Regions from separate parts of the Mus musculus genome. Here region 1 is linked to region 2. Evidence: chromatin contacts called from public Hi-C data. All regions are on one chromosome and are shown on one strand. The core of a region is the stretch at or near the end of the contact, and the rest is flanking DNA. Distances in the headings are between cores, read along the strand shown. Region 1 has its middle 19 kb from the start of Gm26104. Region 2 overlaps Pld5 (phospholipase D family, member 5).

Region 1 (4,942 bases), core at 1,910-4,409, 610 kb after region 2:
AAGTTCACTGTTGATTAAATACATGTAGTAATCATGATTCAAAGATGCCCCTGATGTCTCTCACGCTTACACCAAACCCCTCTAAGTGTGGGTGGGCCATGAATGAATCCCAGGATGAAGTTAGGGTCAAGCATATAGCAAAAGAGAGATGCCCTTGGTGTACTCAGAATAACCTTCTCACCCTTCAATTCTGGATCAGAGACTGGGCAAGTTAGAAACACAACACATAAAGGAGATTCCATGAAGAGACCCTATGACAAGAACCCAGTTCAGTGCTTCAGCCCAAGTGGCTGGGTCCTAGAGATTTGACTGCGAAGGATGGGAGACTAAGAAAAAGATACATGTAAAATAAAGCTGGGAGCAAGTAAGCCATGTATGTGAATGGAGATGCACCAGCAGCAAGTTTATTATATATATATATATATATATATATATATATATATATATATATATCATGAATGTGGAAGTGGGCTAGGAGCTAGATACACTTGGAAGGAGGTTTTAGTGTGAGGTATCAGTAGGTGTACTGGCTAGTTTTGTGTCAACTTGACACAGGCTGGAGTTACCACAGAGAAAGGAGCTTCAGTTGGGGAAATGCCTCCATGAGATCCAACTGTAAGGCATCTTCTCAATTAGTGATCAAGGGGGAGGGCCCCTTGTGGGTGGGACCATCTCTGGGCTGGTAGTCTTGGTTGTATAAGAGAGCAGGCTGAGCAAGCCAGGGGAAGCAAGCCAGTAAAGAACATCCCTCCATGACTCTGCATCAGCTCCTGCTTCCTGACCTGCTTGAGTTCCAGTCCTGACTTCCTTGGTGATGAACAGCAGTATTGAAGTGTAAGCTGAATAAACCCTTTCCTCCCCAACTTGCTTCTTGGCCATGATGTTTGTGCAGCAATAGAAACCCTGACTAAGACAGTAGGGAAGAAGTCTCAGGCAAGTGTGGTCATGCAGTAATTCCTGACAAAGAAGATGGCTTCTGTACTTTTTGCATATACTCCTTTTAGCTAAAGATCAACCAATTATAAACATCAATATTGAGCCAGAAGTCTTTGCCATTCACCTGAGCCTGGCCACTCCTATGAGTCTGAGGCATTGGTATCTTTGGCGTGACCATGTTCATGTCATGAATGCTCATCCATCCACAGTTTAGGAGCTAAATGTGTGTGTGTGTGTGTGTGTGCGTGTGTGTGTGTGCGCGCACACACACACATGCACACACAGAGTCAGACAGATAAATAGAAATGCATGCACCCCAACAGATGACAAGAATATGGGAATTTTATTCTTACAACCCCAGGAACTGAATCTCCCAAAGCAGTGGACTTGAGGGGAGACATGGGGCAACAGTGACTTCTACTTGATTTTTAGCCCTGTGAGATTCCCAGGCAGAGAATCCAGCCATGCAGTCCCCAAATTTCTGAACTATAAAAAAAAAAAAAAAAAAAAAAAAAAAAAAAAAACTTCAGAAGAACAAAGCAGTGTTTGAAGTCACCAAGTTTATGGTAGTTGCTTATCCCCAGGAAGAAATGAATAATCATACACACTGATGGGTTTTCTAGGATAGTATTGGGCTTATTCTTAGAAAGAGTGAAAGCGAACTAACCAGTACCCCGGAGCTCTTGACTCTAGCTGCATATGTATCAAAAGATGGCCTAGTCGGCCATCACTGGAAAGAGAGGCCCATTGGACACGCAAACTTTATATACCCCAGTGCAGGGGAACGCCAGGGCCAAAAAATGGGAATGGGTGGGTAGGGAAGTGGGGGGGAGGGTATGGGGGACTTTTGGGATAGCATTGGAAATGTATTTGAAGAAAATATGTAATAAAAATAAATTAAAAAAAAAGAAAGAGTGAAAGCTTTGCACTTAATGTTCCTGCATGTCTGTCTGTCTGTGTCAGCAGCTAGACAGGCTTGCAAATACAGACAGCTACACCTAAGCAAGGCTGTGCTTGCTCTGTTTTACCGTCCCAAAGAGGAGAGACATCAGTGGAATCAGAGGTTGTCAGAGGTCACACCCCTGACAAACAGGAGAACAGTGAGCGGAGCTGTGGTGATGCTACAGTATCAGCTTCCACAGCATGGAGAGTAGAGCTGTCTGGGAGGAACCAGTCAGAAGCAGGAATCATATCTCAGAGAATGTTCAGGCCATAGTGATGATAACAAAGTTGTAAAGACCAAGGTAATAGATTAATATTTTCAGAAAGGTAGAAGCTGGTGGAATTGTGTGAAAGGCTTCATGTTCAATCCAAGGTCTGGACATCATTCTTTCTATGCTGTAGAACGCCATGGAAGAGTCACACTGAAGTGGCCTTCTCGGAAGCAGATTTGAGAAGGCTGGTCAGAGAGCATGGGTATGCATATTTTCATAACTGTATAGATTCCTTATAGCATGTACATAAGGCTTTATTGACTCTCAAAGGTACATGTGCTACCTCTGCCCCTAAAACCCCACTATCCATGTGTTAGTTAGTGCACCATTATTGGTTTATCTGTATTACCTGAATTTCTGTGCCAGTCATGTCTTGCCACCAGCAGTCCACGGGCATACACCCCAACTCTGACTGAGACAGAGAAGGACCCTCTTTTCCTCCGGACCCCTGGATAAGCATTAAGCACTATCCAAATCACTGTTAGTGTTAATGCTAAGTTCTTTAAAGTTATACTATAAAGATTCCTGTGTCCATTTTCTTGAACATAAGTAGAGATAGGTGAGAACGAAGCAAGTCAATCCCCTAATTAGTAGCTGTTACACTCCCCACGCTCCTCCAAGAAGCCTTGAGCAAAAAGATTGTCACTCAAGCAGCTGGCCAGCCAATCTCTGTAGAAACACAACCGGGTGGGGCTTTCTACAGACCCGTTTTGAAAACTGCGGTATTGAAGCAGCTTGCCCCAGCTTCAGAAGGTACAGTCTAAGCCAGGGCTACTTAAAAACAATTCGCACCAGCCTCCTTGTAGTTACCACCAGCTTCTGAGAACTCTAGACCTTGGAACTCTTTTTACCTATGCCTGGACAAGGAGCACTTCCCTTGTTGCCCAGCAGAAGGATTGCTGAGAAAAGCAGTAATTGGTCCAAATGTAAACATCTGTGACTATGATTGGTGTTCAAGAGGCAAGGCAGTGATTGGACCAGACAGCTCTTGTCTGCCTGCAAGCAGGATACTCAGTGAGTCACGTGGGAAGCGCACTCCTGAGCTGCCTCTCTGGGTGTGGCAACATGAAGCCCCATAAGGCTTGCTCCAGGGATCTCTTGGTTTCTTTCAGTGCTGTGAACTCAATTAGTAACACAGAAAAGAAGCAACAGAGATACAGCGTGGAGGTGACGGCAGAGTCAAAGGAGCAGCAGTTGGCAGTGACAGCTGAGCAGTTGGCAGGCCAAACTGTGAACGTGGCCAGATAGTCGGCGGCTTCACAGTTGAAGAGGAAGTTAGCCGAACAGCTTGAGAACAGCCTTGGAAGGAGAAAGGTTCGGGGAAGTAGAGAGATGTAAAGAAAAGGCTGAAGAGCTGACGGCAAAGAGGCTTCAAGAGTTTTCAGAATTCCCGGGGGATGTCAAGTGTCGAGGGCCACAGGTCTTAGGGACAAGAGCCTTCATGTCACCAGTGTTAAGAAAGGCAACGCTCTCCTAAGCCAGACCAAGAGCTAACATTGACTTCTGTCAATGGCTGGGGAACCCCAGTACCTAGGCCACCCAGCCAAGAGTTGAGGAATCTCCACTTTCAACTAAGACGCATGAGCTATGACACGCATAGGGCTCTCGTAGCTGAAGCCTACACAAGAATGCTACTAACAGACACAAACCTCTGCTGTCCGCACCTGTCCATTGCCACCTTCATTCACTGCTGCCAAACACCAAGAAACACAAACAGGGCCAAAGCCCACCACCCAAGGAGCTTCTTCCAACCTACCTGGAAAAAGCAAAAAGGGCCCCAGTCATTTACCTTGTGACCCAGCTAGCTCTTCCCTCCTCGCTCTCTCCTGCTCAGCCTTTATGATCCCTGCCTGCTTGTTTATTTGTTCATTTGTTTCTTTGAGTCAGGGTCTCATTGTATGGCTCTTGATCTCTGGCCCACTCACTTCTGCCTCTAAAGAGCCACTGTGCCAGTTAAAGCAGGTAAGCAGCTCAGGTTTGCTTGCCCAGCCCTAGCTGAGCAGGAGCTCTACCCCTTAGCTGCCCTCCAGCTCTGCCCCCTGCTTTAGTGATAAGGGGGCATTTCCTTAGCACTTAATAGATAAGAACACCCACTTTTTCTCAGCAAGAAGTTATGCTATTAAATATACATAGTAACCCCGATATGAGCTGGGGCTGCTCTTTTGCATTTGTGCCATTTGTCTCATGCCACCCTGTCGACAATGACAGCAGCCCAGGTCTCAGTCACTGCCTCGGGAATGAACCAGTGTGGAGTTGTTCAGCTGCCAGCAGCATGGCTGCCTCCAGCGGCTTTGTCTGTCACAAGCTCCAGTGCCAAAGTCCTTGGAAGAAGAGAACCGCAGATGTGTCTGTGACATCTTCCCTGCTCTCCAGGCCAGAGGAACGGGTTGTTTGGTGGTGGTGTTGCAAGGCAATAAATAGGAAGGCTATAACTTCCATACTGTTTTACTGTCATGAAGGAGTTTTCTTTCTTGAGTCTGTTCGTGTGTGTGTGTGTGTGTGTGTGTGTGTGTGTGTCCCCTTCTCCCAGAGAACAAGAACTTTGTCTATTGTTGTAACTCAGGAACCTATGCAATGCCCTAAATATGTGTTTGAGAAATGAGAAAGGAGGGAGAGAAGACAGAAGGGAGGGAAGGGGGTCCGGGGAAAAGGGAGGAAGAAAGGGAAAGGAGTCACAGACTAATGAGTTATTTAAAATAAGACAACTTGAGTTTAAATCTTTTTATAGTAATTATAGCTGGGCGAAATTATGGATGAAGGCTCCGGCATGGTGGCACAGGCCTTTAATCCCA
Region 2 (4,613 bases), core at 964-3,463:
ATCACTGGAAAGAGAGGCCCATTGGACACGCAGACTTTGTGTGCCCCGGTACAGGGGAACGCCAGGGCCAAAGGGGGGGAGTGGGTGGGTAGGGGAGTGGGGGTGGGTGGGTAAGGGGGACTTTTGGTATAGCATTGGAAATGTAAATGAGCTAAATACCTAATAAAAAAAAAAAGAAAAAAAAAAAAAAAAAGAAACTGCTATCATGTCAGGATGTAGGGACAGCGACAAAAAAGCATGCGTACTATGTTCTAACAGCAGCCACCCGAGGTCCTCCGCCACCAGGTAAAGCATGAAGACTCACTGTGGATAGCACCTGCTTATCTTCCTGCAGCCTGTGCATGCTTACTGGTTTTCATGCGTCCATCTTTCCCACAGATTAGCAGTTTGCATAGGAAATGCTGTATAAATGATTTTTTTCTTAAACAAAATATCTAAAAATATTTGGAATTGAGAGTCCAGCTAGAGAAGATTCCAGGAAAAGATTCCAGGATGAAGCTCAATGTGGCCGAGGTCGTTTTCTGTGGGATTGTCCTGAAGTCAGAAACCACAGGCTTCAAAGGTCTCCAGACCCAACTGCAGTGAGGACTGCATAACACAAAGAGGATTTCCAGTGGACTGGGAGAGAGAGAAACAGGAACTAGCACTTGATTCCCTGGAAGTGGCTCTTTCCTTCTTTTTCTTCAGATCAAATTATTGATGTGTGTCGAAGGACTGCTTCGGTAACGAAATATCATTTAAGGGATAGTGGATTATCTCTTATAAACTGATATACAAAACACTGTTCTACACACCCAGTAGCACTGGTTAATTAATTCTCTCAGGGGCTTTAATCAGGCTTTTTTTTTTTTTTTATTGTTGTTGTTTTTTGTTTGTCCAAGGAGAACTAAGGAACATATTAAGTGGAATGTACTGATGAGAGAAATGACATCATTTTCACTTGAAATTCAAGGAATTGTCACAGAATGTCCATGGTAAAGTAGCATCAACCTTGGCCTTACCCTTTAACTTCAAGGCTTCTAATACCTTTGAATCTGCGGTCACGTCGCTCACCAGCTTGACTTCGATGTTTTGCGACGTCAGCTGGAGCAACTTCTCAAAGAGACGTTGACCCTGGGAAAAATATTCAGAGACAAAGGAAGAGAGAAACCTAAATGTTTGCCATTTGGAGTTGGTATAAATAAGCTTTTTAAACTTTATGTATTCGGTTTGTAAAAGGCAAGTGCTTCCATGACAGATATTCACAGATGTGTGAAATTCCCTGGGTTTCACGACTAGAATAGAAACACAAACGTAGAAGGCACTCTTGTTTTCGAGCCCTGTGCAATCCAGCAATGTGCAAGAATTTTGATAACACAATACAAATTTACTTCCCTTTTGCTTTTAAAGAGACAGTGAAAAATATTCAGTCATTGCATTTGGCACGGAAGACCAAGTGTTCTTCTCATTTACAAATTGTGCTTTGTAATCTCACAGATCTCTGGCTCCTTCCTTTGTAAATACAGACTATACTTAACTTTGAAAGGTTTCTATAATGTCAACAGGAATCCTTGAAACTACTGTGGGCATTTACAATTTACTTCGTCTCATTTAAAACCTATTTTAGAGAACAGAACAAATGTTCTGTATAAAAATAAGTAGAAATGTAAAATGCAGGCTTTGCTTACAAGCATGTAATCTTGATAAGATTTATTTCCGGTAGACTGAGTGATGTGGACCCAGGTATGATTTTATCTCCAGGTCTGAGACTGCAATATTATAGTATTTGTTTCCCCTCTATGTTTAGATAGACAGTTCTTATCTTAAATAGGAACTGGTCTATTGTTACTGACGTTCCATGTTTGTATGGACCTCAAACACAAATACCTTCAGAAGAGCCAGCCAGATAATAAGGCTTAGGTCTTAATGGGCCCCAAGTGCACCATTAAGCTTATCTTGATAAAAATCTGTGGTTGGTAATGATTATTTTTAAAGGATTTGGTGACTGGGAGGAGTTGATGAAGCAAATGAAGATGCAAATGAGGATTCAAATGAGCATGCAAACGAGCATGCAAATGAGGATTCAAATGAGGATCTAAGCAGTGGTTCCTGAAAAACCTCCTGGTGGAGAAGAAAGATCAAAGATTAAAAGTCTAATACTCCAAGGAGCTGGTGTGACAGCTGACAGCAAAAAAAAGGTGTCTGGCACAGTCACCCAGCAGTGTGCTCTAGCCCAGAGCTGGCCAGCAGCCAAAGTTTCATATCCTGTGGGTACTGGAGGACACCCTCTGCCTTGCAGCCTGTTAGTAGAGGTTAAGGTTGTGACACTTACCCCAGACTCTCAAAGTTCTCAGTATCCCAGAGCCTAGGGTAACTTCACCCTTAACAAACAGTGTATGTGTAGGGGTGTAATTAACAGATTCAAACACCTTTTAGTAAAGGCCTAATGAGAAAGTTGGGGAGGGAGACCCCTGGCTCCTTGTTTGCTGTCTTGGTATGTGAGCTTTTTTCCCCCTTATAATTTATTGTGTGTGTGTGTGTGTGTGTGTGTGTGTTTCTTTGTGTTTGTCTGTGTGAGTGTGAGCCAATGTGTTCCATGTATGCAGAGGTTGGTGGAGTCCAGACACAGATACCAGATGCCCTGGAGCTGGAACTACAGGTGGTTGTGGGCTGTGGGACATGTGTGCTGGGAACTGAACATGTGTCCTCTGGAAGAGCACAAGTGGTCTTAATCACTGAGCCCCCTCTCCATCCCCCACTTGGAGTGTGAATTTTAAGTGAGGGCATAGGGAGATGAGGCTTCATACACAATACATGAGGCTGAACCCACATTGTGAGGCCTATAGCTTTTTCTGTTCTACATAAGCAACTCTTCCTGGTCAACTTTGGCCCTATGCTGTGCCTGCCACATACTGATGAAGGGTAGGTTCTGTCTGCATGGGGCAGATTGCTATCCCACCCCTCAGCCTGGTCAATATTTATTCACACAAATTGGTTGCAGTTTCCTTTTTCACACACACAAAAATACCTTTTTGTGCTTGGCAATATCCCGTAGATAGTATTTTTAAAGTTCCTTTATTTTTTAAATTTTAGTTAACAAAACATATTTGGCACAAATAAAATATAAGCTACCACCTGTACTGTCTTCATTCATGGCTCTATACCTTGAGCTTACTCCCCTTGCATTCTTTTGTGCAATTTAAAACAAAGACCAGAACTGGGAGTAACTCCTATTCTGGGAGTTAGGGTCCTGGGATTAACAAAAGGGAGAAAAGTGAGCTGAATATTAGCATTCATCTTTCTCTGCTTCCTGATGTGGATGCTACCAACATGAGCAGCTGGCTCAGTTTCCTGCCACTGTGACATCCCTGTTGTCATGTACCATATCCTGGAGCTATGAGCCAAAATGAACCCTTTCTTAATTTAATTTTGTTGGGGTATTTTGTCACAGCCAACAGAAAAGTAGCTAAGACAGATTCTCCAGGAAGAAAAGAGACTTGATGTGGCTGGATGAGTAAGGCCTTTATACATCTTAACATAGACAGTAAAAATGAGGCTGGAGCCCTTAGACAAGGAAGACATTTAGGGCAAAATGATCAGAGGAAGTGTGTGGTCAGGTTGGGTAGCCTTGCTATGCCTACAGGAGATGAGTCACTCAGATGCTAGGAGTTGTCTTCAGGGTTAGCTCTCTTGCCAGTGATATATGGAAGAACATTTCCTTTATAAATGAAATTATCCTTCACAAAAAATAGGGAAATGCACTGTTTTATCTCTAGGCAGAGGTGTGTATGCATATGTGAGTGTTCATGTTTGCATATATGTACACACATGCATGTGTGTGGAGTTCAGAGGACAACCTCAGGTGTTGCTTCTTAGGTGTCTTCAAACTTTTGTTTAAAGTGTTGCTCATGGGACGGGAACTTCCGGAAGTATATAAGGCTAGCTGGTCAGCATACTTCAGGGCACTAGTAATATAACTCCATCTTACTAGTGCTGGTATTACAGGCATGTGCTACCATGTCCAGCTTTTATATGGGTTTTGGGAATCGAACTTGCATTCTTGTGGTGATTTCAACAGGAATGGTCACCATAGACTCATGTGTTTGAATGCTTGGCCCAAGGGAGAGGCACTATTAGCAGGTGTGGCCTTGTTGGAGGAAGTGTGTCATTGTGGGGTTTGGCTTTCAGGTCTCCTATGCTCAAGCTATGCTCAGTGTGGCACCAGGTCTCTTATGCTGCCTGAGGATCCAGAGGTAGAACTTTCAGCTTCTCCAGCACCATGTCTGCCTGCACATGCCATGCTTCCTGCCATAATAATAATGGACTAACCTCTGAAATTGTAAGCCAGCCTTAATGAAATGTTTCTTTTATATGAGTTGCCATGTCATGGTGTCTCTTCACAGCAATAAAACTCTAAGGCAGTCCTCATGCTTACAAGGAAAGTGCTTTACCAACAGAGCTATTTCCCTTGGCCCTAAAATCTTAAGCTTAACATTTCCTTGACCCTTTCTGTATTATCCGGTAGAGAACCCAGGGGCTCCACAGAACACTTGGGAAAGCCACTGAGTTTTATCCCTTCATCATGAAGTATGGTATAGAATCAAGATGGTAAGATTTGATAACTAAATGAGAAT

What was found. A called contact is a pair of places that touch in the nucleus more often than the background predicts.
Region 1: a contact with region 2 is called in a Hi-C map of cerebellum, with 2.3 times the contacts expected there. The contact joins two enhancer-like sites. A contact is called at or near these places in 3 of 484 Hi-C or Micro-C datasets (cerebellar granule neurons, cerebellum and cerebral cortex) and 1 of 115 datasets of contacts at active chromatin or transcription factors (a beta-TC-6 cell line).

The regions. Positions count from the first base shown.
Region 1 is chr1:176,678,917-176,683,858 of GRCm38.p6, forward strand. No RefSeq gene overlaps it. Among named protein-coding and RNA genes, the nearest start is that of Gm26104, 19 kb to the right of the region's middle. Within about 2 kb of position 3,160, at least 8 of the 459 cell types and tissues checked have an H3K27ac peak or open chromatin away from gene starts, as enhancers often do. A contact at or near this core is called in cerebellum, where this site is marked.
Region 2 is chr1:176,073,413-176,078,025 of GRCm38.p6, forward strand. It overlaps Pld5 (phospholipase D family, member 5), which reads right to left. Exons shown (of 10, transcript NM_176916.4): 4 at 1,002-1,113. Among named protein-coding and RNA genes, the nearest start is that of Gm46173, 130 kb to the right of the region's middle. Within about 2 kb of position 2,214, at least 30 of the 459 cell types and tissues checked have an H3K27ac peak or open chromatin away from gene starts, as enhancers often do. A contact at or near this core is called in cerebellum, where this site is marked.